7 separate regions of the Mus musculus genome follow, and all the other regions are linked to region 1. The links are chromatin contacts, called in public HiChIP or PLAC-seq, Micro-C and promoter capture Hi-C maps. All regions are on one chromosome and are shown on one strand. The core of a region is the stretch at or near the end of the contact, and the rest is flanking DNA. Distances in the headings are between cores, read along the strand shown.

Region 1 (3,797 bases), core at 491-2,990:
TCTCCCCTTGAGGAGAATGGACTAAACCTCGGAATGTTTTCCTTGCTAACACAATGTTTCTCTTCTGTCACCATCTCCCATACCTATTCTACACTTCCACCATACAGGACTTCTCAAGCTGTACCTTCATCCATGTTGGTCACTTCTGCCTCCTAGCCCTTTCTCCGATCCCACCTAACCACCTCTTCCTTGACTTTAGCGATCCATTGTAAAGCTACTTTCTGCTTTTCAGCACTGCTTTTTATATTGAAATTAAAAGTCCTTACTCCTTATCTGTTTCCATTTTCGTGCATATGAGAGTACTCAAGCTTGCAGATGTGTGAGCACTCGTGAACGTGGAGCCAAGAGGTTGATCTCAGTAACCAACCTCAATCCCTCTTCCCACTTTCTTCGAGGCAGGGTCTCTGAATCAAGCCTTAAGTTCCCAAGTGTGTTCTACTCGGCAGACGTCTCTGGAGGCTTTAGGAACGCAGACACTTTGGAATCTCGAGGGAAACATGAATTTCCAGGTCTCGAGTTCTAACCATACAGTGCATCGCTCCTCTTGCACTGCAGTGTGCCAATGCCATACACTCACCTGCGGCTTTAGTTCCTCTGCTGGGACTAGCGAGTCTTTCCTGTGCAGCTGAGCTGCCAGTGTGAGACCCCAACTTACAGAGCATTTCTCCCTGGAAGGTAAAGAAAGCCCCTGGACGTTCCCCAAGCTTGCTTTCCCTGATCTCTAAAAATACAGCCAGAAAGAAGCTCTTTGTTCTCTATAGCCAGCAAAAAGCCTTTTTGTTTCTATACTTTACAACCAGAGATGCCTGCCTTCCTGTGCTGAGGACACGGAGATAAAAATTCAGAAAGAACTCACTACCCACTCCTGCCTTGTAAATTTCACCAAGGACACAGAAAAGAGAAGAACTCTCTTCCCAACTCCTCCCAACTCTTCCCAACTCTCCTCCCAACTCCTCCCAATTCCTCAGCTAGCTGTTAAAAGCCCCCTACTGCCACTGCTTGGGGTCGAACTCCCCTGCCCGGCACCGTCCTCAGCTAGCTGATAATAAAACCTCTTGCAGTTTGCATCAGGTGTGGTTTTCTCTCGGGTCACTGGGGTGCTGGCCAGCTCATCCCGGGACTTGAGCGGAGGCCTAGCTTCGGGGGTCTTACACCAGGAGGGGAGAGGAAGCAACCGAGAACCTTAGTGACTTCAGAGGACTAACTTGGCAGAGCACCTTGTCCAGGGACTGCTCTAGAGAGCCCAATGGAGGATTGTCAGAACCCTAGTGACAAGATCTGGAACGCAGATGGCTTCCGAACCCACTAGAGCGGGTGGCTTACCGTGCAGCAATGACTCCGTGTCCCGCAGCTCCCGCTCCTTCTCGCTCAGCAGTCGGGCGGCCGCGGCCAGCTGGGGGTACCCAGCGTCCAGACCACCGGCCTCCGAGCCCACGCGGCGCTCCAGGAAGGCCCGCAGGGGCCCGCCGCGGGCGAGGAGCTCCTCGGAAGGCGGCGGCGTGCGGCTGAAGGCGCGGCGGGCCCACAGGCGCCGGGCACCGCTCAGAAACCCGCTCCGCATCCTGGCTGGGCCGCCCACCTAGCAGAAAATATACAAACACTCTAGGAAGGTCTCCGATCCAGAAATGTTCTGCCGGAAATGTTACGAGAACTTCCGGCAAAGCGTAGTACAGCCTGGAGGTCCTCTAAAGTCAAAAGGCAAGCGGGCAGGGAGGTCTGGACGCGTTTGCCCCGCCTCCAACCCGAGCGCCGAAGTCTCCGCCCTACCCCAGGGGAGGGGCTCCGGATTCTCAGCTCCTCCTCCAAATGGGACAGGTCTGGGGCCTCAGCCCGCCCCCCTCAGGGCGGAGCTCCACCGTCTCAGCCCCGCCTCCACGGGGGCGTGGAAACCACCCACGCCTGACTCCCACTTCTAGTGGGCGAGCTCTGCTGCCTAGGCGTGACCTTGAGATAGCGAGTGCCTCCAATGCCTCAGCCCCGCCTTGAGACAGAACTTCACCTCCTCAGACCGGCCTCTAGGGAAGAGCTCCAATGCCTCAGCTCCGCTTCCTCGGCCCCGCCCTCCAAAGGAAACTCCAAAAGCGCGGCTCCGCCTCCTCAGCCCTGTTCTCTAGGGAAGGAGCTTTAACGCCTCAGTCCCGCCTTCTCGGGTCGGCTCCTGGAGGAAGCGCTTCCTCCGCCTCGTCTCTCAGGGTGGAGCTCCACCTAGTTCCGCCTACAGGCTGAACTCAGAAGCCTCACCTCCAGACCAACTCTGAAGCCTCGACTCCGCCCTCAGGCCGAGTTTGGCTGCTCCCCAAGACCTGTTCCCCAGCGAGCCAGGCTGGAGTGAACAGCAGGTGTCTGCAGTCTGAAGGTGAAGGTTTGCTTCTCAAGGCTGTGAGACTTAAGGATAGTCAAGCGACCAGCAGGCACAGAGTCCACAGCCACAGAAGTCATCTATCTCCAGTCTCTAAGGCTTAATTATAGGGTGGTCATCTGACATAGGTTCCTTTCAAGGACAGGCATATCCTACTAAACCTCCCAGGGACGCTACAAAATCTGTTTTCCTATCGTCACCCACCACACCAAGCACTAGGTTTCTCCGTTTCCTGCCTCACATTCTGATTCACTCAATCCGACTCTCCATTGCTCTCTCACTTTCTTGCTGTTGCTCCCTCCTCCTCCATATCCAAGTTAAAACTAACAAACTACAACACAATGAAGCATTTTAAAACTTTCCTCATTCTGCTCTGAAGTTGTAACTCTCGGGGAGTACTTGCTTACCTTGCTCAAGGCTGTCTGCAGCCCTGCAATTAAAAAAAGAAAGAGAGAAAAATCAAAGGCCTCCCTCTAGTGGACATCCACCCTCCTGACTACTAACTTATGTATTTGCAATTCAAAAGACTTAACCACTGCCTACCAGAGAAGTGGGTAACAGGATGTGAATAAACCAGACAAGCCACTCCTGAGGATGCAGAATTTGAAGCTTAGTCTACTTGCGAATTCTACTGGATTACTAGCTGTTTTTTGGACCATGGTGGTTCACTGCTGATCAAACTGTTCTCTGTTTAGAATCAAATGGGTACTCTTACCATTAACACTAATCAAAATTACTAATTTCAAGATTATATAAAATGAATTTTGCATCCTATCTAATCAATCCTTAGCATCACATACAAGGGCACTGGCATGAAGAAATGAAGCGGCTCTTCAAGTGATAGCAAGGAGCTCCAGCGCCTCAAATGTCCCTTCCCTTTTGGCACCCAGGTGACACGATATGCAAATGTTTAGCTATAAGATAGAGGTTGAGACCCGTTTTGTTTTGATTCTGACCCGAGTATAGAAAAGAATTGTGGTGTGTTTTCTATCTCTACCAGGAAAAGTTATTTCTAACCCTAAACTCATTTTGAAATAAATGGTGAGGTACTTTGATTTTAGTGTGAGAAATCCCTCCACTGCACTTTTAAGACACCAGCAATTTCAAGAACATATTTTATTTCTTATAAAAAGGTACTCTAATGTTACATAACAATGTGAAGACTCCACCCAGAAGTTGTTATACTCAGATAAGCATTACACCAATAAGCAAACAATAACTTGTCTAAGGATACATGGGAGAATTCTTTATTAGTTCAAAACATGTTAAGAAAATCAGGTAATGCATATGCATTTTACAGTAATACCCATAAATGCCACAATATAGTCAAATGAAAACACCTATTATTTGATTTCCTTTGAAAACTCAGACATATTTAGAGACTTCTGTATTTTCTTACAGTATTGTCATGCTCAAGTCTATTACATGGTAAAAACTG
Region 2 (3,797 bases), core at 512-3,011, 2.0 Mb after region 1:
CTCATATAGCCTGGCATAGATTTCATGTATTTATATGTAGTAGCCTGCCTTGGGCATTGCAATGTAATAACAGAAAATGGACTAATACAATCAGTAAAACTTTCTGGCTAAATATTATAGTAAAAATATAATCAAAAGAAGACAAACCTGTTCTTCAGACTCTTCCCCACTCTTGCTCAGGGTAGTTACATTGATTTGGATGCCATTCTACAAAACAAAGGTATAGGTTGGACAGATACTCACTTTACATATTGAAAATAAACTGACTGTGCGGGCAAGTTCAAATATTTCTTGGATTCAGAAGAGATGATGAAGAATCTCCAAAATTCTAAAAGAGAGGAAATAAGTCCATATCTCTATAACTTTACAATCACCCAGTATTTATTTGGTTTCCGGGTGCTTGTCCGCACAGTTGCTATTTTACCCAGAAGAAATTGCGGCTCAACTACAATTTCATATACAAGTGTGCTTGAGAGTTGCAAGGTTGTTGCTACTGCTTTGTGATTTCTGTATTCAAAAGAAGAGTTCTAGCATAATTCTAAAACATTATAAGCAGAATAAAGAGCTGGAGATGGCTCAAGAGTTATAAAAGCACTTGTTGCAAAACAGGACCATGGGAAACACTGAATCCACAAGGTTATCCTGTGACCTCCATTGGTGTAAGTTCCCGATCCAACACCACATATACACAACAAGTAAAGTTTTAAACATAAAAAGTGACATTTATCATGACAGTCACTTCTGTCTTTAGTGTGTTCCTACCACATAAGTTTCTTGTCATTTGGGGAAAACTCGAATTTTATAATCTCTAAACTTTCTCCTACTATACTGAAGAAGGCCAATGTGGCAACAAGAGTAAATCATGGGCTGGCATTTTGCAATGGCAGGGTTCTCACAGTAAGCCAGGAATCTGAAAGACTTGTGACCTTAGAGCGGTTGAATCTCGTTCCCCTGGGATGTTGAAGAAACTCATCTCCGACCCATCACGCAGGAAAGGACTGCTCCTCCCACCCACCCCACCCCCACGACCACACACACACACACACACACACACACACACACACACACACAAACACACATCCAATAAAAAGCCCATCCGGGAAGCGATAGACCTTCAGCCTCCCTCAGTCGCTAGCCCGAGTGGCCCCGAGACCAAGAAAGGCACTCCCTCCTGGTCGCGGCCGAGCAGACACAGGTGGCCTGGAAAATTGCTAATTGGGCAACACAAACATCTTCAGGGCCCAGGACCGGGCGCTAACCCAGGAAGGAGCCATTACAAACGACCGAAGTCACTAGCGATCACGCATTTTCGACAGCAAAACCTGGCAGGATCCGAACCGATTCGAGAGGCGCTAGGAAACTCAAGTTCGATGGCCGCAGTCTTGACCACACTTTCAAGGACGCCTGCACGCCTTCCTTGCGTTCCCTTTCGGGGGACCCACCCCACCCGGCATCCGGGAAAGCCCCCCCTTTCTCTCCCGGCGGCCAGACCCGGTCCAGCCCCGCACTCTCGGCTGTCCACCTGCGGGAGGGGGCAGCGTCACCCCGCCCGGGCTCCCGGAGGTCCAGGCAGAGGAGCGGCTTGTTGCGGACGCCCAGCCCTACCTGCGGGGCTGTGGACGGCGGCCTGGGCGCGTTGGTGGTCAGCCATCCCGCGGCTGGCAGCGCTATGAACAGCAACAACCGGACGGACAGCGGCGCCGACAGGCCGCCCTCCATCTTGGACAACACCGGCCCGGCGCGGCGGGAGGTGAGGGCGTGGCGGTCCGGGGCGGGGCGGGGCCTAGGGGAGGGGAGGGGCTGGGGGGCGGGACCGACCCCTCCCAAATGGGGCGGGTCGACCGAGCTGCTGGGGCTGCGCAGGCCTTTGACGTCTATGGGCGGAGCCAACTTTGTGAGCGTCCTCCGGGAGTTTGAGATGAGAAAGGGGTTTTCTCCAAACAAGTGCAATTCTTTACGAAGCCTTTACTTTTGGAGTGTGATTTTGTTTTCTCTTTCGAAACAGGATCTCGAAACAGTAGCCTAGGCTAGCTTTGAACTACTTACTGATCCTGCTGGAATTACAGAAGTGTGCCACCCTCTCACCTCAACCTTGATGGTACTTTTTCATTAGTATCAATATGTCGATATACTTACAAAAAAATGAAACAACTAGTGTCTTATAAAATGTCAGGAATGATAAATAAAAATTTAGCACTTGGAGAGGTACCCGCTTTTTCACTGGCTCTCACTATGCAGCTCCAGAACCCTCTATCTACACCAAGCTGACATTCAACTTGTGACAATTCTCCTGCCTCTGCCTCCTGAGTGTTGAGATTACAGGCAAACACCACCATTCCTACTGACTCATAAATTGCCACCTCTGGCTACAGGTGAGACTTTTGTTTGTTTGTTTTGTTTTTGTTTTTCGAGACAGGGTTTCTCTGTATAGCCCTGGCTGTCCTGGAACTCACTTTGTAGAGCAGGCTGGCCTCGAACTCAGAAATCCACCTGCCTCTGCCTCCCACGTGCTGGGATTAAAGGCGTGCGCCACCACTGCCCGGCCAGGTGAGACTTTAAAAAGTTTATGAAGTACTGGGCCTCCGTACAGCCCCAAGTATCTGATTCGATTAGATTGCACTAGAGCTGGGAAAGTGATAATTTGTCATGGGTCAGGGCTGAGGACCTGGCCCTTACCTTAAATGTCCCACTGTACTTTTGGCGTCGAGAGAAAATGCCACCAAATGAAGCCCGGTTCACATGTCTCCACATTCTGCTCCATTACTTTCCTAACCTATGAAATGAAGGTGTAGACCTTTCTTTAACCTGTTAATTTTTAAAATTTTATGTAAATGAGTTGTAAACCACCATGTGGGTGCTGAGAATCAAACCCCAGTCCTTTGTAAGAGCAATAAGGGGCCTTAACCGCTGAGCCGCCTTTCCAAACCCTTTTTCTAACCCTTTAGCTTGTATTTATTGTGGAGCAAGGTGTCATGTGGACGTGAGAGGACAACATCCGGGGGCCAGTTCTCCGCTTCTGCCATGTGGCTTACGGGGATCCAACTCAGGTCGTGAGGCCAGCTGGAAAACAATTCTGTCCTAATCGCACTGAACTTCAGGGAGGGGCTGGAGCATATTGGCTGGGGAAGAGTAGGAGACCGGACCCCAGCCAGGAGGTTACTGAGAAGCCCTCAGCCGTGGTGATTTCCCACCATTGCCCTGGGGTCCCCACACTTCTGTTACTAACCCCTCACATGAGTAAGCCCAATAAACCCAAGGACTTCCTGGGCGAATGCTGGTGGGATTATATTTTGGTTTGTCATAGACCTTAGAAGTAGGGGTAGATGCTCACAGCTCCCCCGGGGAAGGAGTTTTCTTAATACAGGATTGCATACCGATTGACACGTAGTTGTATGTATGGCCTGTTAGGTAGAATAAGAAATTTATTTAGGGGGCTGGTCAGATGGCTCAGTGGTTAAGAGCACCAACTGCTCTTCCAAAGGTCCTGAGTTCAAATCCCAACAACCACATGGTGGCTCACAACCATCTGTACAGTTACAGTGTGCTCATATACATAAAATAAATCTTTTTTTTTAAAGAAATGTATTTAGTTTTTCTTTGAAATAAAACCTTTGCCATAGAAAGGATTTTTTTTTTCAGCTTTTGAAGCCATTTTCTCCTACTACCTCTGCCATATGCCTTACTTCTAGGGTACAGTAAACTGCTAGGTAGCTCTCAGATATTAGTAGGTCATTAAGGATGGATCCCCCCTCCTTCATAATCAGCAGATGGTAAATCCAGGAAATGAAATTGCTGAA
Region 3 (3,797 bases), core at 571-3,070, 1.9 Mb after region 1:
TTCATTGCTGTGAAGAGACACCATGACCACGGCAGCTCTTATAAAGGTGAACATTTAATTGGAGCATGCTTACAGGTTCACGGGTTCAGTCCATTCTCATCATGGAAGTTTCCAGGCAGGCATGGCTGGAGGATCTGAGAGTTGTAAACCTTGTTTCAAAGGCAAACAGGAGAAGACTACTGTCTTCCAGGTAGCTAGGAGGAGTGTCTCAAAGCCCATCCCCACAGTGGCACATTTCCTCCAACAAGGCCACACCTACTCCAATAAGGCTATGTCTCCTAACAGTACCACTTTCCTGGGCCAAACATATTCAAACCACCACACACTGTAAGTCACCTTTTGGGGGTTTGTCTTTCTATTTCAAACATTTTCACTGACGCCAGGCACAGAAGCCCATGGCTGTAATGGGGACTCTTAAGAGCAGAGAAACTATGAGTCTGAGGTCAACCTGGGGTATGTGATAAGTTCCAGGCTAGGAGAGGTTATAGAGTGAGACTTTGTCTTGAAACAGCAACAAACAGGTATGTGGGAGTAGGTGGATGGGTGGAGGAACATCCTCATAGAAGCAGGGGGAGGGAGGATGGGATAGGGGGTTTCCTGGGGGCCAGGGTGGGAAAGGGGATAACATTTGAATTGTAAGTAAAGAAAATATCTGGATGGCTCAGCGGTTAAGAGCACCGACTGCTCTTCCAGAGACCTTGAGTTCAATTCCCAGCAACCACATGGTGGCTCACAACCACCTGTAATGGGATCTGATGCTCTCTTCTGGTGTGTCAGAAGACAGTTACAGTGTACTCATATACATATAATAAATAATTCTTAAAAGAAAAGAAAATATCCAAGGAAAAAACAACAACAAAACATCACTGAGGTATAATTTACATAAACTCAAATTACAACTTTCATTTCATGTGTAAAACTGTACACCTGGGAAGACATCTCCACTACAGAACATCATTCCCAACTCCTAACTAACTCCCACCCGGATACTTCTGATTAGTTACTACAGATTCATCCTGTAGGTTCTAGGATTTCCTATATATTTAAGTATACCATATACATTCATTTTGCACCTTTGAGAAGCTTTTAAATTATAATCCGGTTTTATAAATTAACAGGCCTTTGCATTTGTATAGATTATAAATCCATCTCTTGGAGTAATTGATCTATATCTCTCTAAGTGGTCTTTTTTATTCTTGCTGATGTGCTGATTATAGTTTTCTGTGCTCTGTGACACTAACGTTCACATCTACTAGAGCAGAAAATATATTTTCTATTTTTGGTGAAAAATTTAGAAGACTTTAAACCCTGTAAAACATTATTTCATATATGCAGTGGCTTGCCTGCATGCATGTATGTGTACCAGTTTGTGCCCTGTGTTTTGTGATATAGGAAGAGGGTGATGGATCACCTGGAATTGGAAATAAAATCTCACCCCTTAGCATGTCTTGAGAGTATTCGCGTTACCCTGACACATGGGTCCCAGGCTTCATAATCCTAAGTACCGGGCTCTAAAGCAAGATTTGTCATAAACGAATTGCTTGAGCACTGACACTCACCTGTAAGAGAGCCCCTGACCTCCTAACCTCAGAGCAGCTTAGTGTAAATCTCCTGCTAAGGCAGAGTGAAGAAGCCCTGGGAAGAGATAATGGTCCACAGAGTAAGTACTGAAGTAGGCGGGGTATTGCCAAGTCCTTCGCCCCGCCTACTTTCCTTCCCCACGCCTACTCCCATTTCCTAGCCGCGGCGCACAGTGCGCAGAAGCACCCCGAGCTCGGCCACGCCCCTCCGCAGGTTCCGCCTGCGCGCGCACGCCCGTAGAGCACGCACTTCCGGGGCGTGTCCCCGCCGGTGCGGGAACTATCCTTTTAAGAGGGGCTTTCCCGGTTTCATTTCAACTTGGTCCCGACCCGGAGCTGCGGCGGGTAGCCTGGGCTGCGCTAGGTGAGTGCTCGGGCCTCCAGGCTCCCTGTTCCGCCCCCGCGACACCCGACCAGGGAACGCGTTCGAAGCTTTCACGCCCCCATCCCGAAACTTCCGCCTTGTAAAATCCCCAGAGCCTGGAGGTTGGGGTTCAGCTTCTTTTCGTACAGTTTGTTAGGTTGGAGTTGTACTGCTTTCTGGTGGCTTACTTCTTTCTGTTGTTTCTCCTTTGTGTTGGCCTTTGTTTTTAGTTTTAGATTTATTGCTATTGTTGAGTATGGTGTAGATGTGGGCGCGTGAGTGGAGGTCAGAGGACAACTCTCTGGGGTCGCTTCCCTCCATCCGCCTTTACGAGGGTCCCAGAGTTGAACTCGGGTAGCCCGGCATGCTGGGCAAATGCCTCTACCTGCTGAGCCCCCTCACCGGCGTTTGTTGTTTTGTTTTTGTTGCTTTTAAAGGTGATAATATTGACGTTCTTTCTCTCTCTCCCTGGCTGTTCTGGATCTCGCTCTGTAGACCCGACTAGCCTTCCTTTACCTCCTGGCGCTGGGATTAAAGGTGTGTGCAACCACGCCACTCTTGGGGTTAGTTTCTTAATCTGAGAGCCTAGTGTTCTCATGAAAGCTTTTGGCTTTTTTGATTTGGCGCTGTGGAGAAAATTTATCCCAGGAAGCATTTGTTTCATTCAGTATGTGGGTTCAGTGGCATACAAACGAAAACTTGTCTTTCTTTCTTTCCTTTCCTTTCTTCTTTCTCTTTTTTCTCTTCTCTTTTCTTCTCCCTCTCTTCTCCCTCTCTTCTCCCTCTCCTCTCCCTCTCCTCTCTCCCTCCCCCTCCCCTCCCCCTCCTCTCCTCTTTCTTTTCTTTCCTTTCCTCTCTTTCTCTTTCTCTTTCTTCTCTTTCTCTTTCTCTCTCTCTCTCTCTCTCTCTCTCTCTCTCTCTCTCTCTCTCTCTCTTTCTCTTTCTCTTTCTCTTTCTCTTTCTCTTTCTCTTTCTCTTCTTCTCTCTCCTCTCCCTCTCCTCTTTCTTCAGTGTCTCTTGTAGCCAGAGCTGGTCCTTAACTCCGGATCCTTTTGCCTCTGCCTTGTACTGCGTGTAGGCTAGGCTTGTAACTGTTGCCAGCCCTTATTTGTTTATTTATTTATAGACAGTGTCCTTTGTAGCCTAAACTGGCCTGAACTTCTGAAACTCTTGCTTCTGCCTGGTACTGGGATTACAGGCGGCTACACTTCCCCCAGTTCAAGCTTTTATTTAGTAATCATTAGTACTTTTTATGTAATTAGCTCCCAAGAGAACAGTGATGCCTGCCTGCCTTTCTTTTCTCTTTTCTTTTCTTTTCTTTTCTTTTCTTTTCTTTTCTTTTCTTTTCTTTCTTTCTTTCTTTCTTTTTTTGTTTGTTGGTTTGTTTTTTTGTTTTTCGAGACAGGGTTTCTCTGTGTAGCCCTGGCTGTCCTGGAGACCAGGACTGGCCTCGAACTCAGAAATCTGCCTGCCTCTGACTCCCAAATGCTGGGATTACAGGCATGTGCCACCACTGCCCGGCTGATGCTCGTTTTCCTTGACGGTACAAGTGTACAAGGCAGTATAGAGCAGAGGCAAGAGGATCCGATGCTGGAGTGACTGGGAAGTAAAACAAAAATAACCCTACCATATTCTTTCCACAAAACCTAAAAAGGAATTTCAAAGTCTAATTTCTTTTTGTCTTTATCATAATTCCATAATTGCTACACAGTCACTACTATTTTCTTTTAAATATTTTTTTACTCTTTGAAAATTTCATGTATTTACACCATGTATGTTGATTGTATCCCTTCAACACTACCTCCAACACCACCCCAAGTGTTTCCATCTCCCCAACTTCAGATCCTATGTTG
Region 4 (3,797 bases), core at 770-3,269, 1.9 Mb before region 1:
GGCAGCTTGAGCATAGATGTTCTAGATAAGTAATGAAGGATACTCTCTCGAGGGAAGAGGAGTGCCTATCCTGCAAAGCATGAAGAACATGCAGCTCCTTTGAGGGAACTTTGCATCCAAGCCCACCCACTGACAGCTCTGCTCTGCCTGAACTCCTCAGCCATCCATAGGCTGCTAATGTAGGAGATCCAAGAGTCTCCCTGACTGCTAGCGAGTCGCAGGAGGGTTAAACTACTATTCATATTCTGCTTCCTAAAGTCCCCTCTTTGGCCCAGACTCCCTTCTTGAGGGACAGGAGGCTTTACATATTTCTCCACCTGAACTGTCCAAAACTGACGTCATTTCCTCGGACCCCTCGTGCGCTCCTCCAAAGCACCCTCCCTATATGCAATCTTTCTCTGAGACGACTGGGATTCCTCAGTGGCCATTGGGCAACTGTCTTCTCCACTCTTCTCGTATGCACACCCCTCCCCGTCCTGATTGTAGCCAGCATGGTATGTCTACACACAAGCACAGTGACATCGTCCACCCAGCTGTCTGTGGTCTATCTCTCTACCTGCTTGATACTAGCCCTGAACTCACTGCTAAGAAGCATGAAGGGAGTTTACAAGCTCGTAAGTCAGCCTGCCTTGCTTTCCCAGGCTAGAGGTAAGAGCCTTATTATCTATCCCTGCAGGCAGAGTGAGCTTCACATTTCCCACAGCTCTTGTTCCTCTAGACGCACCACAGTCCTGGGAGATGTCGCACAGTATTGAGTTTATTCCACAGATGAGAAATGTTGTGTTTAGGGATCCCCAATCTAAAAGGGACATCTATCAAACCTGCCCTAATAAATGAATGGACATGGCCAGAAGATAGATTCCAATATCCCTTCCATGGGCTCATCTCTAAGGGCTTAAATTCCTCCATGTATAAGCTTCAACTCTTAAAATATGCCTCCATCTCCCAGTAACCAAGAGGGTGACCAGGTTTTTAATATATGGACCTTTGGGACACATATCCAACCTACAGCAGTGAGGAAGGCAGAGGATATCCTGTAAACACTGTCTGACTCAACCTCATCGTAGGCACTTTTCATAGGGAGTAAGTTTCTGTGGCTCCAAGTTCCAACTAGATGTGTGTATTTTTTTTTTTCTTAAACTTTTTACCCTCTTTGGAACCTGCTTGTCCATGCATTTCAAAAACATGGCCCCCGTGTGTCAGTGAGGTGGCTCAACAGGTATAGTCACTTGCTGCCAAACCTATGAAGTTGAGTTCTATCCCTAGAACAATCCTTCTGCCCAGCACCTCAGCACGCCGCTGCTGACCCCAAGATAGAATCAGAGAACTGGTTTCTTCAGGTTGTCCTATCCTTTACTTGCTGCAAGCTCAAGGACACAAGTAAAACTTAAAAAGAGGAAGAGGAGGAGGGCACGTGGAATTGGGCAAGCTCACAGCTCTGCCAGCAAACCAAATGACTTCTCTTGATCGCAGGTTCTCCTGGTTAGAAATCAGACGAATGGCGTTCCATTTCTTACATCTGTTGGGGTTAATAAATATATCTTTCCAGCACACAAGACAGCGTGAGCACTCAAAAAACGGTCTCTGCCTTGCACAAATTCTACCCTACCTCATTTGTGGTCTACAAAGTTACTATGTTATTCCCACTAGCCTTGGAAATTATAAACTTGGAAGACTCAGTCCTAAAACCATTGACGTTAATCTGCTTAAGGCTACAAAACCAGCATTTGCATTGCAAACTCTAAGAACGACATTTAGCCCTAGGCCACCTCCCACGTAATAAACACTTCCTTCTGAAGGTCTAAACTGGACTTAGGACCACTACCTCCTGAGGAAAGTGAGCTGCATTATGAAGACCAAGGGTGGCATCAGGTTTTGAGGCAGAAGGGCTGGCCATACAATCTCAGGGCAAGGGCTCAGCACCACGCTGATGCCCCACCTCCTATGCCTTGACTTTCTGGCAACTCCAACCAAAAGCTTCACGTCCGCTGGCCCCCGCCCTGTTAACGTCACGGCCACTTGGTACAGTGCCCCCTAGGGGCCTCAGTTCCTCCCACGAGGAAGAGTCTAGTCTTTCCTGCTGCTGGCCCTTTACTGTGCCGCTTGGCTCTCTGGTGCCTCCCACGCCAGCCCGGGGAAGAACTTGCAGCCGCATCTCGGCGCCTGGGGATAACCAGTCACCCCGCACTCTGCAGCAGCATGAGCGTCCGCCTCCCTCTCCTGCTTCGCCAGCTCGGCCGCCAGCAGCTGCCCTCGGGCCCGGCGTGTCGCCTCCGTGAGCTGTGTCGCTCAGGCAGCAGAAGCAGCAGCAGCGGAGGTGGTGACCCCGAGGGGTTACGCGGGCGGCGGCTGCAGGATGGCCAAACCTTCAGCAGCCATGGCCCAGGCAATCCGGAAGCCCCCGGGATGGACTCCATCGTCAGGTGAGTGTCCTGTTTGTCTACAGGCAGGTCCCTAGCCAGGGACCCAAGGACCCAATGGCACTCTCGGCCGCTGGGAGACCCGAGGGACCGTTCGTAGGGCGGGAAACAGAGAATGCTTGGTTCCGACTTGCTAGAGACGCCTTGCGATTGGCAGAGAGGGCGTGGGGGCGAAGGGGAACGTCCGGAGTATGGGACCCGGTAGATGAGGGCATCCCCCCCAGCCGGCGCGCGCCTCACGGACCGCACGCCCCGCTCCACGTGCACCGCCCGCCTCCGGCTCTGATGCAACCGCGCCGGGCGTGGCGCCGACAGGAAAAGGGCGGTGCGGCCCTGGGCGGGAGAGAAGCAAGGAGGATGGCCCTACAATCCCGCCACTGCTGATGTCCCACTACTGAAGGAGGGGCGGGCTAAACCCCTTGCGGAAGCCCTCTAGGTCTAGGCGTACGGTCCGCTCCGGAGCATCGCTGCTCAGAGAGCACACAGGTTCCGGTGCAGCAGTATCTGGAAAGTTCATTCTATATCCGGTGGTGATCTGAGCAGAGTCATCTGGTCAGACCCTATAGTGAGTTTGCTAGGCCACTGCTGTGCAGAGGCACCTACCTGCAAAGGGCGGGAAAGCCCTTTTCTGCTTTGATTCCCAACTGGGGCTATGGAAACAAATGAGCAAAAATAATCTGCCCCCAGGGGCTGTCACACATATATCCCGCAACAAGTAGTCATTATTTTTACAATAAACTAAACTAAGCTCTACAAACTTGGTGTAATGAGCATGACAGTAAATACTTAAGGTTCAGTGAACTAAAAAGCAGAATTTAAAATGTTACATGGGTACGTTTGTAATAAGGAAAAACGTTCTCACAGTTTTTTGATAAAATCCAACATTTTATGGACACTGACATTTCAATTTCATGTGGTTTTCACGTGCTATGAAGTATCCTTATTTCTGTTTTTCTACCAGTTGTTTAAAAATGGAAGCTCAGGCTAGGGAGACTGCTCAGTTAAGTACTGAGTAAAAGTACTGGCTGGGGGAAACATGAAGACCTAAGTTCCATCCCCAGTACCCATGTGGGCATGGTGGCATACTCTTGACATCCCAGTCCCTGAGAGGCAGAGAAGGTCAGATCGTGAAGCTCACTGGCCAGCCCACACAGCATAATCCAGACCAATGACAGGTCCTGTATCCAAAATTAAAGTGAGCAACTGTTGAGGGACAGCATCCAGAGTTGACCTATGGCGTGTACACACAACACACATGCATCAGAACATGCATCCTTGAATATATAAGTAAAAACATATGTGTGCATGCACGTGTCCTTAGCTAAATGGGTGGCTCTGCTTCAGAACCAGAGGTCAGTGCTTAGGAATCGGATGCCT
Region 5 (3,797 bases), core at 558-3,057, 1.9 Mb after region 1:
TCGGAGGCACCAGGCACCCGTGGCACACACATTCAAACACAAAACTAGCCAACAGGAAACAGGTATATGGTAGGATGCTGTGCACACAGGGCGATATGAGGTTCAGCTATTTCAAAGATGGCAAATGTTGGCTTTGCCTCTTGAAAACTACCTAGATCATATGCCAAGATTCCCCAGCTTTTCAATGCATCCTTCAATGCATTTATTTCCAAAAACAAATGTTTTCACATCAATGCTTGTGAACAATATACATTCTAGATAGTTTTCTAACATCTAAAAAAGAATGACCTAATATAAAAAGTGTCCCAAAGGTAATTCTGATTTTTAAAAGTTGGAAGTATTACACAATAACTGCATCTCATCATTGCAAAGTTGGTAATGCTGGTGCTCTCCCAGACTTAGCTCCAGGTTGGAGGCCTGAGTTTAGGCCCTGGCCTGGCCTGGCCTCCGCTCCTCTGCTTCTTTCCCAAGGGTCTTTTCACTGCACCCTGGCTTGTGCGGTGACTTAGCCCTCTCAAGAAGCAGCTCCAGCTCTCTGTGCTTAAAATATTTTTAATGGTTCAAATTAGCAGACATAGTCCATTGAATTACACGTCTTAAAATTGTACCTACCTACCAAAGCACAAGGTAGGGACCTTGATTTGTAGGACGATCCCAACAGCATAGTGGGGCTGAAGCCACATTAGGGATTTTTACTATGACGACAGAGCTAAAGCAGTGGCAGCGACTACATTAAAATATTCCCTTGTCATCTAAATTTGACCATCTGAGGTTTTCATAGTTGAACTTTTGGATACAGTACCTCAGAAAAAAGCAGAACTGGGCTTCATGGAGCAGGCTTGTTATCTCAGCTACCTTTAAGACTGAGGCTGAAGGATCACAAGTTCAAAGCCAGTCCGGATAACAGTGAGGCCCAGTCTCAATGAAAACTATAAAATGTTCTGAGGATATAGCTCAGTGGTAGAGCACTGGCATAGCATGGTTCAATTCCTGGTTACACTGGGATGTCAACGTTTTTACTTTTTTGGTCTAACACAAAATAGAGTATCTGAAAAAAAAAATAATTGCATGTATTACCTACCAGCAAAACTGGGGACTGTGTTCATATTTACAGGTGATAGACAGCCCAGTGTTGGTTGGCACCATTTAGATTCTCAGCACTAGGAAAGGTGGAGTGGGGTAGGAGAATGGGAGTTTTGGCACACACGCTGCGGCCTAGAGATCCTCTACGTGGACCTAATCCCCCGCAAAAGAGAACAATGCATTAAAAGACCAAAGTCAGTGATGCATCCCGAACAGCAGATTCAATTTCAAGAGAAACAGAACTTCTGACAGCGGCCCCGTTACTCGTTATGGCTACAATGACCTCTCCTGCAGATCCGCTGGACCGAACTCTGCAAATCCACAGGTCCAGTTTCAAGAACACTCCATCTGGCTAGTTCCAAAACCACATTCGCTCCCAGCTCTGGAAGACTCGAGTTTTATTCAAGCTCTAGACATCTTGCCTCGTGACGTCCGCGGTCTCGGAGCGCCGTTCACCGCCCTTTCCTGGTGCGACCCACGCTCGCCGCGACGCGCCCGCGTCTCCGTGCGGAGCCAGAACGTGGTGGTACAGACTCCACTCTCTGGGCCACACTCACCCCGGCTCGGGGAAGCGGGCGAGCGAGTCTCGGTCGGGAGGCCACAAACGGAGCGCTAGCTCCGGGGCCCAGCGGGGCGGCCTGAAGCCCCCAGTCCTCGGCCCCCGCGCAAGCGACGCCGGGAAATGCCCACATCCGGGAAACCCGCGGCGGACGGCGGCGGCGGCGACACGGAGTGGAAGGCAAAATGGCGGCGGCAGCGATGGCCTGGTGCTGAGGGGAGAGCCAGGTCCTCGCGACCCCGCGTCGGGCCGCGCTGGCCGGCCGCAGCCCCCCGGCGTGTGTCCCCGCCCTGCCCCATCCCGAACCCGGAGCGACGCTAGGGGCCCTGGGGGACGGGCTCCGGGCCGCCGCGGCGCCGGCCCTCGGGCCCGCAGCGGCTGTCCAGAAGCCTCACCGTCCCCTGCAGGTAGGTCCGGAGCCGGCGCCGCGGGTGGGGCTCGCGCTCCTCGGGAGTCCCTGTCGGCGGGGCGGTGGCCGGCCGGGCCCACGCCCATCCCCGCTGGCGGGGGTCCAGGGGCCGCGGTGGCCAGGCGGGCTGAGCCGGCCGGGTCTGGGCCTGACTGGGGCTGATTGCGCTGACCGGAGCCGAGCCCTGCCCTGGGGAAGCGGAGGTTGGCCGCACCCGGCGCCGCAGGGAGAGCCCGGGGGCACTGAGGCCTCCGAGGTGCGAGCTGGCCTGGGAAGAGCGGGCGGGGGCTCGGGACGACAGCCACCCCTCCCCGCTTTAGAGGGGAGAGGAGCGAAAGGTGGTTTTTTTCACGCAAGGTTGCACCAAACCGGCCTCACTTCTTTGGCCTCGCAGCGGGCCTCCCGTCGGGGTCCACCTTTGAAGCAGTCCTGGGAACCTCTCCAGCTCGCTGCAATTTGTTAGCTCACCGCTTAGTGGCAGGGGGTGGGAGAGACGTGTCACTTGTTCGGGTGCTTTTTAAGTACTGGAAAACGAAGGAAAGACAGTAAGGGAAGATTGTTTATTGTACCTGGGGAAAAAAGTCGAAGCGAAGGAAAGAATAACTCTCCGATGACTTATCCCAATTCTCCCACTAATGCAGTTGGAAAATCACTTTTCTAAGGGAACGAGGTTAAAATATTTGTCTCCATTTGTAAATATGACTTTTTAAAATATGTGTATTCACTAGAAGTTACAAGTCAGATGAGCAGTAAGTACAGTCTCACACAATATGGTATCACTCAAGGTTTGGAAATTAGCCCAAATGCCTGGCATGAAGGTTGTCAGAAGTTTATGGATTATTTATTGAAGGTTATTATACTTTTCTTAAGACAGGGTCTCACAATGTATTCCTTAGCCTGGGACTCAATATGTAGACCATGCTGACCTGGAACTCAAAAAGATCTGCCCGCCTCTGGGGTTGGGCTGTGAGCCACCATGCCCCGCTAATGTTAAGGTTTTTAGTCCTTTAAAATCAAATTTTCTCCATGAGGTATGACTCTCTTCTAAGATATCTTTAGTTTTTATTACCTTAACTAAAGTTTTCTCTTACCTAGTGAGTAGTCAGGTAGGTAATATGGTTGAGGTGATTCTCCAAGGCAGGCAGGCAGGCAGACAGGCAGGCAGGCGAGGAATCTGTGTTTCTCTTATAGGCTGTTATTGCAATAAACTAGATAGTGGCACAGGCTGGAAAAGGCGCTCTCTTTCTGTGCCTGATTATTGATTATGACTTGAGACTCTTCACAGAAGTCTTTTTTTTCTCCTAAACTGTGTGTATGATATTTGGCTTTATTTTCATCATTTAAGTTTCTGTTTTTCATGCTAGTCTTTGTTCTATATACATATAATCTTGAGAGGTTCCTACTGTGATTATTAATTTCATTTAGATGTGATATTTACATGACTTTTGTATATCACAAAAGTTTAGTGATACATACTATCAAGTAGAAATGACAATTATTCAGTATCAATATAAAAATGTAAGTGATAGTTTCCATTTGTTCTTCTCATACTGAGCACTGTATGTGGGTAGGGCCTTATAGATGGGTGGTAAGGAAGCCCTCTACCCACCCTTTTTTCTTTGAGACAGATCTCACTAAGTTGCCATTTCACTCAGCAGTTTTCACTTTGTTACTTGTTCTTGAGACAGGGTCTTTGTGGCCCAGGCTGGCCTAGGATTTCCTTTGTACCTGAGGGTGACCATTAAT
Region 6 (3,797 bases), core at 447-2,946, 1.8 Mb after region 1:
ATAGCCCTGGCTGTCCTGGAACTCACTTTGTAGACCAGGCTGGCCTCAAACTCAGAAATCCGCCTGCCTCTGCCTCCTGAGTGCTGGGATTAAAGGAGTGCGCCACCAAACCCGGCTCTCATTCACTTTTTTGTACCTTACATAGATCTCAGCATTTAATGCAAAGGGGATTGGCATTCCTGGGAGGGGTGGGGGTGGGGGTGGGGGTGGGGATGACTATTGATTCTTTGAGAAAATTCCATTGTTTAGCGTTCCAGCCCTCACGGTGATTATGAATAGAGTTGAGAAGTAAGATAAATACCTCAAAGGCTTAAAAAAAAAAAAGAAAAAGAAAAAGAAGAAGAGAAAAGAAAAGTCGCAAGAAAATTAAAAACATCACCCAGCAGACTATGATTATTTTTGAAAATTGGTGGCAAAAGAAGCTGTGAATTCTGATCAGGGTGAGGTTATGAACTTGCAGCTCTTCTTGGTCTCTGAGCCAGACAACAACACTATTTCAATTTAGAAAGGAAAGTGACACAGCATTCATTCTATCCTGAAACTATCATCAAAGGAAGCAATACAGTGACTACAGAAAATGCTATTCTTTAAAAAAACAAAAAAAAAAAAACAAAAACAAAAAAAAAAACAAAAACAAAACAAAAAACTTTTCAAACGCGCTTTTAAAAGCCAATGAACACTCTTGAAAAAAAAAGTTGGAACATTTTATACACACAATGGTCTGCTGGATTCAAAGACTCCAAACAAAGTCTCTTAGGAGCAGCATGCTCTGACAATCCCTCGCTCCCCCGCCGCCCCCCCCCCCCCAAGGGCCTATACTTTGGACAGCAACCTGAGAAACTGCTCCCAGCAACCGCAATAGTCGGAACCTCCTCTCCCCTCCCCTTGCTATCAGACAGCAGCATCTCCCTCCAAAGGAAAAAACAGAGGGCGGGGGAGGCAGAAAACAGAAAGCTTGCAGGGAATCAACCGAGAACAGTGAGAGAACCCGTAGGCCGAAGGTGGTGTCCCCTCGGTGCTAGTCCAGTCACCAGAAACAAGCCTGCACTTCCCCACCCTGAAGTCACGCCCCTCGCTAGTGGGACCGCAGACTCCAGCAACAGCCCCGCCACCTGTGCCGCACCCAGTCCCCCGCAGCCTGCGAGGAGGCAACTGCCCGTGTCCCACCCGCAGCAGCTCCCTCTTGGCTACTACCCTCTTCCCATCCACATCGCCGAGTGACAGGTCCCGGGAGAGGAGACTGCAAAAACGCACGGCGTTCCGAACTCCCGGTGCAACCGCGCTGCGACGCCCTCCAGCAGGCGCAGGGGTGCAGACCGAACGTTCCGGATTGTCAGGGGGGGACAGCGTCCAGGCCCGGCCCTGCTCCCTGGCCCACGCCGGGCGGGGGTGGCACTTACTGCGGAGGTTGTGGATTAGCTCCGAGTGGCTGGCGCCGCCGGATTTCCAGGCCATCGCGAAGCACACCCGGAGCAGGTACAGAACCACCTTCAGCGCGGCGACGGTCCCTAGCAGTTTCCCCAAGAGTGAGACCACCTCCCACACGGTCACCGCCCCGCTGGTGTCCCCGCTCGAGCGGCCGCTGTTACTGCCGTCGCTGCCACTGCCGCCAATGCGCGCTCCCGGCATCCCCCGCGGCACGCATGCGCTCTGTGACGCCGCGCAGTCCGGGGTGCGGCCAGGCGGGGCCCGCGGCGGGGGAGTCCTGGAGCCCAGTAGCGAGCGGGGGCGATAACCAGTGCTCGGTGGCCGCAGCGAGGTCGCACAAACGAACGCTGCTCAGTTCCCCTTCCTGAGGCCTGCACCTGCCTCCGTCCTGCGGCCGGCGAGCTGGTGTTCTGCGTGATGAGGCTCCTTCCTAGCCGCGGCTCTGGCTGATGCGGGATGGCGGGTCCGACGTGTGCCGCCTTCTTGGGCTCCGCAATCGCCACTCCGTCAGCTGTTGCGAGCGGCCGGTCTGCTCCTATGGCTGTCTAGATTGCTAGATGGTGTGCTGACTCCGTCTTGCCTCGTCCAACCCGGTGCACTAACCTAAGGCTTCTGGATGGGGCCAAAATAATCATTTTAACAGAGCCCAAGGGCAAAGGGCCTCTCAGGTACGAAGTCCACTAGCCTATGTCTCAGCACGGTCCTGATGAAGCAGAGGCTCTGGTTTGTTTTCAGCTCTGAAGGCATAAATTCAAGGTGGAAGAATACCGTGACATGGAATTGGGGGTAGGGATGCTTCCCTGGTTAAGAGCAAAAGTAGCCGAGAGCTATAATTGGTTACAAAATAAGCTCAGTACCCTGTGGTGGAAGTGTTATTCTTCCTACCCAAGTATGAGTTTCAGCTTAAGCTCACAAATTCCATCCTTAGACTGGACACCAATTTTACTGCTTTCATCTCTGCAACATTCTAAGAATTGACAGGAAACACTGTCTGCCGCATCCAACGTGTGCTAACTTGAACTGAGACACAGCCATGACTCCAGTAAACTTTCAGGAAGGAAACGAAGATAAGACACCTATGCTGTGCTGTGATGTCAGGAGCAATTTCCAAATTACAGTTCTTACCAAACTTCATCAGTTGCAACACTCAACCTGCATCCAACCTGAAATGTCTATCACCTATTTTCATGACTCCTGTAACTAACTATAAATGTCAGTGTTGTTCAACATTAAGAGTAAAGCGATGAGTTTTAGACCGTCCGTTTTTTTCCTACCCAGTACCACCTGCTCTTCTAGTCTGAGTGTAAAAGTTCATTAGAATCTCCTTGTGCTTAGGTACTTTCATCTGACTGCTTTTCTGTATGGGTCATGATGTTTACATCTGATGAGTTTAATCCAAATACCTTTTCCTGCTCCTCAGTCCATAAATATCACTCAACCTCAGCTTAGGTGAAGTGGTCCAGAGATGACCTTGTTTTCTCCATTTTCAAATGATTGGTCACCTCATAAATTCTATCTTGCAAAACCTATCATTTCGGTGACTGGCATTTTGTATGGGGAAAAGAAATAGCCAGGTTGGGTAACAGTCTTGCTGCTGGAAAACGAAACAAAACAAAAATCCTCAAGCTCAAAAAAAAAAGGGGGGGGCAGGCATGGTGGCACACGTAGGAGGCAGAGGCAGGCAGATTTCTGAGTTCGAGGCCAGCCTGGTCTACAGAGTGAGTTCCAGGACAGCCAGGACTACACAGAGAAACACTGTCTCGAAACACACACACACACACACAAAAAAAACAAACCCTCAAGCTCTTTATAATCTAATAACTCTCACATCATGACTCCTTTTAAAGAAACAGCCAACACAGTTTGGAACTCCTATAATATAAAGGAGAATAGCAATACTGATAAGTCTTTCCTCTTGTATTGTAGAACTTACATCCTAGTCATGGAAATCTGATTAGAACACCACTGGGCTGGGGTGTGGCAGAGGTCTTGCCTAACTAGTGGAAGATCTTAGGTTCCCTCTTGCACACCATTAACAACAAACAGCAGAAAAAAAAAGAAAAAATAAATAACTGTGAGTGCCATTAATGACCTAGATAGTAGTGCTACTGGGTTTAGCTAGAACAACGCAGACTGCAGCCATCAGGAAAAGGTACACATGGGTACTGAGCCTTGAAGGGTGGACAAGATTATGCAAAATAGGAGTGGAGGAATATCATAGGAGTTACCAAGAGCACAGACATACCGTAGGAATGGGAAGTTGCCGAGTGACACAGTTCTCAGCAAACTCATTGTTAATTATGTGTCTAAATGAACTCACCAGGTTGACAAAGCAAGAAAAAAAGCCGAACGGCCTGGAGAGATGGGTC
Region 7 (3,797 bases), core at 609-3,108, 1.8 Mb after region 1:
CTGAAAATGAAATAGCAAACACGGCTCTGTGTTTAGGACCGTTTGGATCCCGCTGGTTAGAGTGTAAAGAACGTTCTCAGGACATGGCCCATGAGGTAGGGGTCCTGTACGCTGACCTTCTGCCTTTGCTCTTTGACCTTGTTAAGGACAGTGCCTGTCTTTCCTAGGAGAGGGCTTAATGTAAAGTTAGAGGGTCTTTCTGATATGCGTGTTTGAAGTGTTTAACCGAAGTCTACAGTTTAAACAGTCCAGCCAATGGAATCAGAGGGTAGAACGGTGGTTAAAAGCTAGGGTCAGTATGTAGGAAATACTTGTAAATATTCCAAATAAATAGAATGAGCTAAAAGACGAAGTTTAAATATTCTTACCACAAAAAATTAGTAGATATGGTGATATAGATTGTTTACTGACTTGATCTAGTTAGTACTAAATACATATATACAAATATAGTATATGTATATATATGTATGTATATTATACGCACATCAACATATACCCTTGGGTGCCATATATCTATATACTATTGTCCATCAATTAAAAATAAAATATGGGGTGTAGGGAGGAAAGGCATATGATAGGCTAGAAAGGAGATGACTAAATCAATAGTTTATATAATAAACCACTTAAAATATAAGAAAGAAAAACATGTGGTTAATGACTCCAGTTGGACTGAAATAGGAAAAGTAGTAAAGCCCTGCTCAGTCTGAGGCCAGCCTGGTCTACAGAGTGAGTTCCAGGACAGCCTGGTCTACAGAGTGAATTCCAGGACAGCCCGGGCTACACAGAGAAAGCCTGTCTATCAAAAAATAAAAAACAGAAAAAAAAAGTTTCACAGAAGCCAAGTGGTGCTGGTATACTCTCTTAATTCCAGCACTCAGGAGGCAGAGGCAGGCGAATCTCTGAGTTTGAGGCCAGCCTGGTCTACAGCGTGAGTTCCAGGACAGCCTGGTCTACAGCGTGAGTTCCAGGACAGCCCGGGCTACACAGAGAAACCCTGTCTCAACATAAAAAGACAAATCCAAAACAACAACAAAAAAGGAGTCAGCGTGGTGCTATTCCTACCTGATCACTTACTGGTTCAGTTAGAGAGCGTACTATGAAGTCACATATGAAATACCATGTATAAACAGTGGCAAACAGGTGGGGACATAAGACAGGAGTTTCTGTCTCCTTTAACACACACACACACTATAACCTGGTTCAGGTTTTGAGTATATTGATTGTTCTAACACCTTTTGAATGCATGTGAGGAACCTTCTCTGCAGATAGCAGGCTGGAGAGAGAGCGTTTAACATGAGCTAGCACAGTGGTTTCAAATAGGGACGAACCCCACCTGATGCTGAGCACATTTTTAGGGCAAGAAAACAAGACACTTGAACTTTTAATTTTACTCATTTTCAACCTTCTGAAAATTTTCAGTGTGTTTAATAAGGTGTGTGATGTCTTTTATTCTGTGTGTACGTGTGTGTTCACTCAGTGTGCGTGCCTGCACATGCACACGCATGTGTGAAGGTCAGAGGACAGCTTACTGAGAATGTTGCTCTCTTTCCAGCCTGTGGGTTCCTGGAATTGACCTCATGTTTTCAGTCTTGGTGACAAGCACCTTTACCCACTGAGCCATCCTGCAGTCCCCTTGGGTCCAGTGTCTCAGAACACCAGCACATGCAAATTATTTATGAGTAAATTTGAGGTGTGTGTTTATTACGATGCTTAAAACGTTTGGAGACTGCTATTCCAGAAACAGATTAAATATAGATGCTGATCTGCCTCTAAAACTACATAGAAGTAAGGAGAACCCTGCAGTCTGGGGATTTCCTGTCACATGAGTAAGATTGCTTGGTGATCAGCGCCTTTGTTTTTGCTTGCTCCCCCTGGTGGCTGTCGCTGACCCTGCAGGCCTAAGTTTTCAAGGAGGCCAAACTGACCGCTGTCTCAGCAGCTCCTGCGTTATTTCCTTCCTTTCTTTAATTCTCCTTTAGGATCAAGCACTCTTCCAATCACCTTGCACCCAGACAGGGTCACTTTCCAGTCTTCTAGTTGACAGCTTTTCAATAAAATCAGTGTTAGATTCCGTCTGTGCACATCAACTATGCTTAGCTTTTGCTGTTAGTGGAATGTCTTATAATCTGCCAGTCATGTTCCTGAAAGAGCCATTTAGTCATTCCTGTTACCATAACATTGTAGGATTCCAGGGGGCTGGAGAGATGGCGCAATGGTTAAGAGCACTGGCTGCTATTCCAGAGGGCAGGGGTTCAATTTCCCAGTACCCACATGGCAGCTCACAACTGTCTGTAACTCCTGGCCCAAGGGATCCTATACACTCACACAGATATACATGCAGTCAAATCACCAGTGTACATAAAATAGAAGTAAATAAATAAATAAGAAACTGTAGGACTCCTTAAGGCCGGCTTCTAGCTGGGTGCCTTTCATGACTATCACCCGAGTTACCTGATTTGGTTTGTATTATTACATTTATGTATTTTTGCCAGGTATGGTGGTACACATCTTTAACCCTAGTGCTCAGGAGGTAGAGGCAGGTGGATCGCTGTGAGTTAGAGGCCAGCCTAGTCTACAGATTAAGTTCCAGAACAGAGAAATCCTGTCTTGAAAGACCAAATATATATGTATGTGTGTACATACACACACTATAGACATATATATATATATATACACACAAACACACACACACACACACACACACATATTCAGTTTTATGTGCATTGGTGCTTTGCCTGCATGCATGCCCATGGCAGGCGTTGGAGCCCCTGGAACTGGAGGTACATACAGTTGTAAGCTGCCATGTAGGTTCTGGGCCTCTGGGAGAGCAGCCAATGCTCTTAATCCCTGAGCCATCTCTCCAAACCCATCTGATTCTTTTTTTTTTTTTTTTTTTTTTTTAGATTTATTTATTTATTATATGTAAGTACACTGTAGCTGTCTTCAGACACACCAGAAGAGGGAGTCAGATCTCATTACAGATGGTTGTGAGCCACCATGTGGTTGCTGGGATTTGAACTCTGGACCTTTGGAAGAACAGTCGGGTGCTCTTACCCACTGAGCCATCTCACCAGCCCCCCATCTGATTCTTATTTAGCAAAGTTGTCTTAATCAAAAGTAGAGAAAACTGCCTTTCAAGAAAATGTCTGTAGCTCTTTTGAATTATACTGCAAGACTAGAAGCTCCTGAAATTCCCAAGAGGGAAAACTACCATCATTTCACAAAAATATATTCCTCTACAACACTAGCAACCTGGTTGTCTACGCATAGGAGTCAACAGCAGAAAGGTAATCTAGTTAAAAAAAAGTCTTAGAGAAAAGGAATTTGCCAGAGGTAGTGGTGCCCTGCAGACTTTTAATCCCAGCACTCGGGAGGCAGAGGCAGGCTCTGTGAGTTTGAGGTCAGCCTGGTTTTACAGAGCTAGTTCTGGGATAGCCAAGGCTACATAAAGAAACCCTATCCTCCCCTCCCCCCACCAAAAAAAAGTAAACAAGACTTGAGAACACAGACTATATAACATGGTGCTGCTCCTGAAGCAGGTCATCCATGGTTGGGATAGTGTCAAGTGACCCACCTGAGAATGGGGCTCCATGGTAGATGAACAAGTGAATGGATGCCAAATAAGTGGGTGTCAAAGGAACCAGGGCAGCAAAGGACCTTCTGGCAGAAAGCTCTGGGGCAGCCCTGAGAGTCCAGTGAGAGGTGACAGAGGGACCCTCTGACCTATTGTGCCAATTCTGTCACGTCACTATCCCTGCCACTTAACCCTGCTTCGTGTCCCCTTTCCCAGTCACCCT

Evidence for each region. Promoter capture Hi-C pulls out the DNA fragments that hold promoters and counts their contacts. Hi-C and Micro-C count contacts between places; a contact is called where the count stands out from the background. HiChIP or PLAC-seq counts read pairs in DNA pulled down with a chosen protein or histone mark.
Region 2: a contact with region 1 is called in a Micro-C map of embryonic stem cells, with 6 times the contacts expected there. The contact joins the promoter of Ginm1 here to the promoter of Mtrf1l in region 1. A contact is called at or near these places in 7 of 39 promoter capture datasets (cranial neural crest, erythroid cells, hippocampal neurons and 4 more), 4 of 484 Hi-C or Micro-C datasets (CD4 T cells, CD8 T cells, embryonic stem cells and 1 more), 2 of 115 datasets of contacts at active chromatin or transcription factors (astrocytes and extraembryonic endoderm stem cells) and 1 of 9 other capture datasets (adipose tissue).
Region 3: a promoter capture Hi-C map of pre-B cells shows a contact between it and region 1, with 9 times the contacts expected there. The contact joins the promoter of Katna1 here to the promoter of Mtrf1l in region 1. A contact is called at or near these places in 8 of 39 promoter capture datasets (the C10 cell line, cranial neural crest, embryonic stem cells and 4 more), 1 of 484 Hi-C or Micro-C datasets (CD4 T cells), 1 of 115 datasets of contacts at active chromatin or transcription factors (astrocytes) and 2 of 9 other capture datasets (adipose tissue and liver).
Region 4: a promoter capture Hi-C map of pre-B cells shows a contact between it and region 1. The contact joins the promoter of Mthfd1l here to the promoter of Mtrf1l in region 1. A contact is called at or near these places in 12 of 39 promoter capture datasets (the 3T3-L1 cell line, 3T3-L1-derived adipocytes, the C10 cell line and 7 more), 7 of 484 Hi-C or Micro-C datasets (CD4 T cells, CD8 T cells, double positive thymocytes and 4 more) and 1 of 115 datasets of contacts at active chromatin or transcription factors (large pre-B cells).
Region 5: a promoter capture Hi-C map of hematopoietic stem and progenitor cells shows a contact between it and region 1, with 4 times the contacts expected there. The contact joins the promoter of Lats1 here to the promoter of Mtrf1l in region 1. A contact is called at or near these places in 14 of 39 promoter capture datasets (the 3T3-L1 cell line, 3T3-L1-derived adipocytes, cranial neural crest and 9 more), 4 of 484 Hi-C or Micro-C datasets (LSK cells, embryonic stem cells and erythroblasts), 4 of 115 datasets of contacts at active chromatin or transcription factors (embryonic limb bud, embryonic stem cells, epiblast stem cells and 1 more) and 3 of 9 other capture datasets (adipose tissue, embryonic stem cells and liver).
Region 6: a contact with region 1 is called in an H3K4me3 HiChIP or PLAC-seq map of embryonic forebrain, with 11 times the contacts expected there. The contact joins the promoter of A630066F11Rik here to the promoter of Mtrf1l in region 1. A contact is called at or near these places in 13 of 39 promoter capture datasets (the 3T3-L1 cell line, 3T3-L1-derived adipocytes, the C10 cell line and 9 more), 7 of 484 Hi-C or Micro-C datasets (CD4 T cells, LSK cells, embryonic stem cells and 3 more), 3 of 115 datasets of contacts at active chromatin or transcription factors (embryonic forebrain, embryonic stem cells and stem cell-derived neural progenitor cells) and 3 of 9 other capture datasets (adipose tissue, embryonic stem cells and liver).
Region 7: an H3K27ac HiChIP or PLAC-seq map of embryonic stem cells shows a contact between it and region 1, with 10 times the contacts expected there. The contact joins the enhancer-like site here to the promoter of Mtrf1l in region 1. A contact is called at or near these places in 7 of 39 promoter capture datasets (the 3T3-L1 cell line, 3T3-L1-derived adipocytes, hippocampal neurons and 4 more), 1 of 484 Hi-C or Micro-C datasets (embryonic stem cells), 2 of 115 datasets of contacts at active chromatin or transcription factors (both in embryonic stem cells) and 1 of 9 other capture datasets (adipose tissue).

What each region holds. Positions count from the first base shown.
Region 1 is chr10:5,822,203-5,825,999 of GRCm38.p6, forward strand. It overlaps Mtrf1l (mitochondrial translational release factor 1-like), which reads right to left and starts at 1,741. Exons shown (of 7, transcript NM_175374.3): 1 at 1,324-1,741. The coding sequence starts at 1,561. Rgs17 (regulator of G-protein signaling 17) reads right to left here. Exons shown (of 5, transcript NM_019958.4): 5 at 3,461-3,797.
Region 2 is chr10:7,779,156-7,782,952 of GRCm38.p6, forward strand. It overlaps Ginm1 (glycoprotein integral membrane 1), which reads right to left and starts at 1,762. Exons shown (of 8, transcript NM_001346750.1): 1 at 1,606-1,762; 2 at 148-207. The coding sequence starts at 1,719.
Region 3 is chr10:7,724,180-7,727,976 of GRCm38.p6, forward strand. It overlaps Katna1 (katanin p60 (ATPase-containing) subunit A1), which reads left to right and starts at 1,821. Exons shown (of 11, transcript NM_011835.2): 1 at 1,821-1,944.
Region 4 is chr10:3,971,056-3,974,852 of GRCm38.p6, forward strand. Mthfd1l (methylenetetrahydrofolate dehydrogenase (NADP+ dependent) 1-like) reads left to right here and starts at 2,020. Exons shown (of 28, transcript NM_172308.4): 1 at 2,020-2,423. The coding sequence starts at 2,200.
Region 5 is chr10:7,679,402-7,683,198 of GRCm38.p6, forward strand. It overlaps Lats1 (large tumor suppressor), which reads left to right and starts at 1,808. Exons shown (of 8, transcript NM_010690.1): 1 at 1,808-2,049. It also overlaps a transcript of Pcmt1 not described here.
Region 6 is chr10:7,661,675-7,665,471 of GRCm38.p6, forward strand. A630066F11Rik (RIKEN cDNA A630066F11 gene) reads left to right here and starts at 1,697. Exons shown (of 1, transcript NR_030698.1): 1 at 1,697-2,949. Pcmt1 (protein-L-isoaspartate (D-aspartate) O-methyltransferase 1) reads right to left here and starts at 1,934. Exons shown (of 8, transcript NM_001347228.2): 1 at 1,401-1,934. The coding sequence starts at 1,629.
Region 7 is chr10:7,598,998-7,602,794 of GRCm38.p6, forward strand. The region is part of intron 3 of Lrp11 (low density lipoprotein receptor-related protein 11); the gene reads left to right. All of the region lies in intron 2 of Gm16254 (predicted gene 16254), which reads right to left. Among named protein-coding and RNA genes, the nearest start is that of Gm16254, 7.8 kb to the right of the region's middle. Within about 2 kb of position 1,859, at least 23 of the 459 cell types and tissues checked have an H3K27ac peak or open chromatin away from gene starts, as enhancers often do. A contact at or near this core is called in embryonic stem cells and stem cell-derived epiblast-like cells, where this site is marked.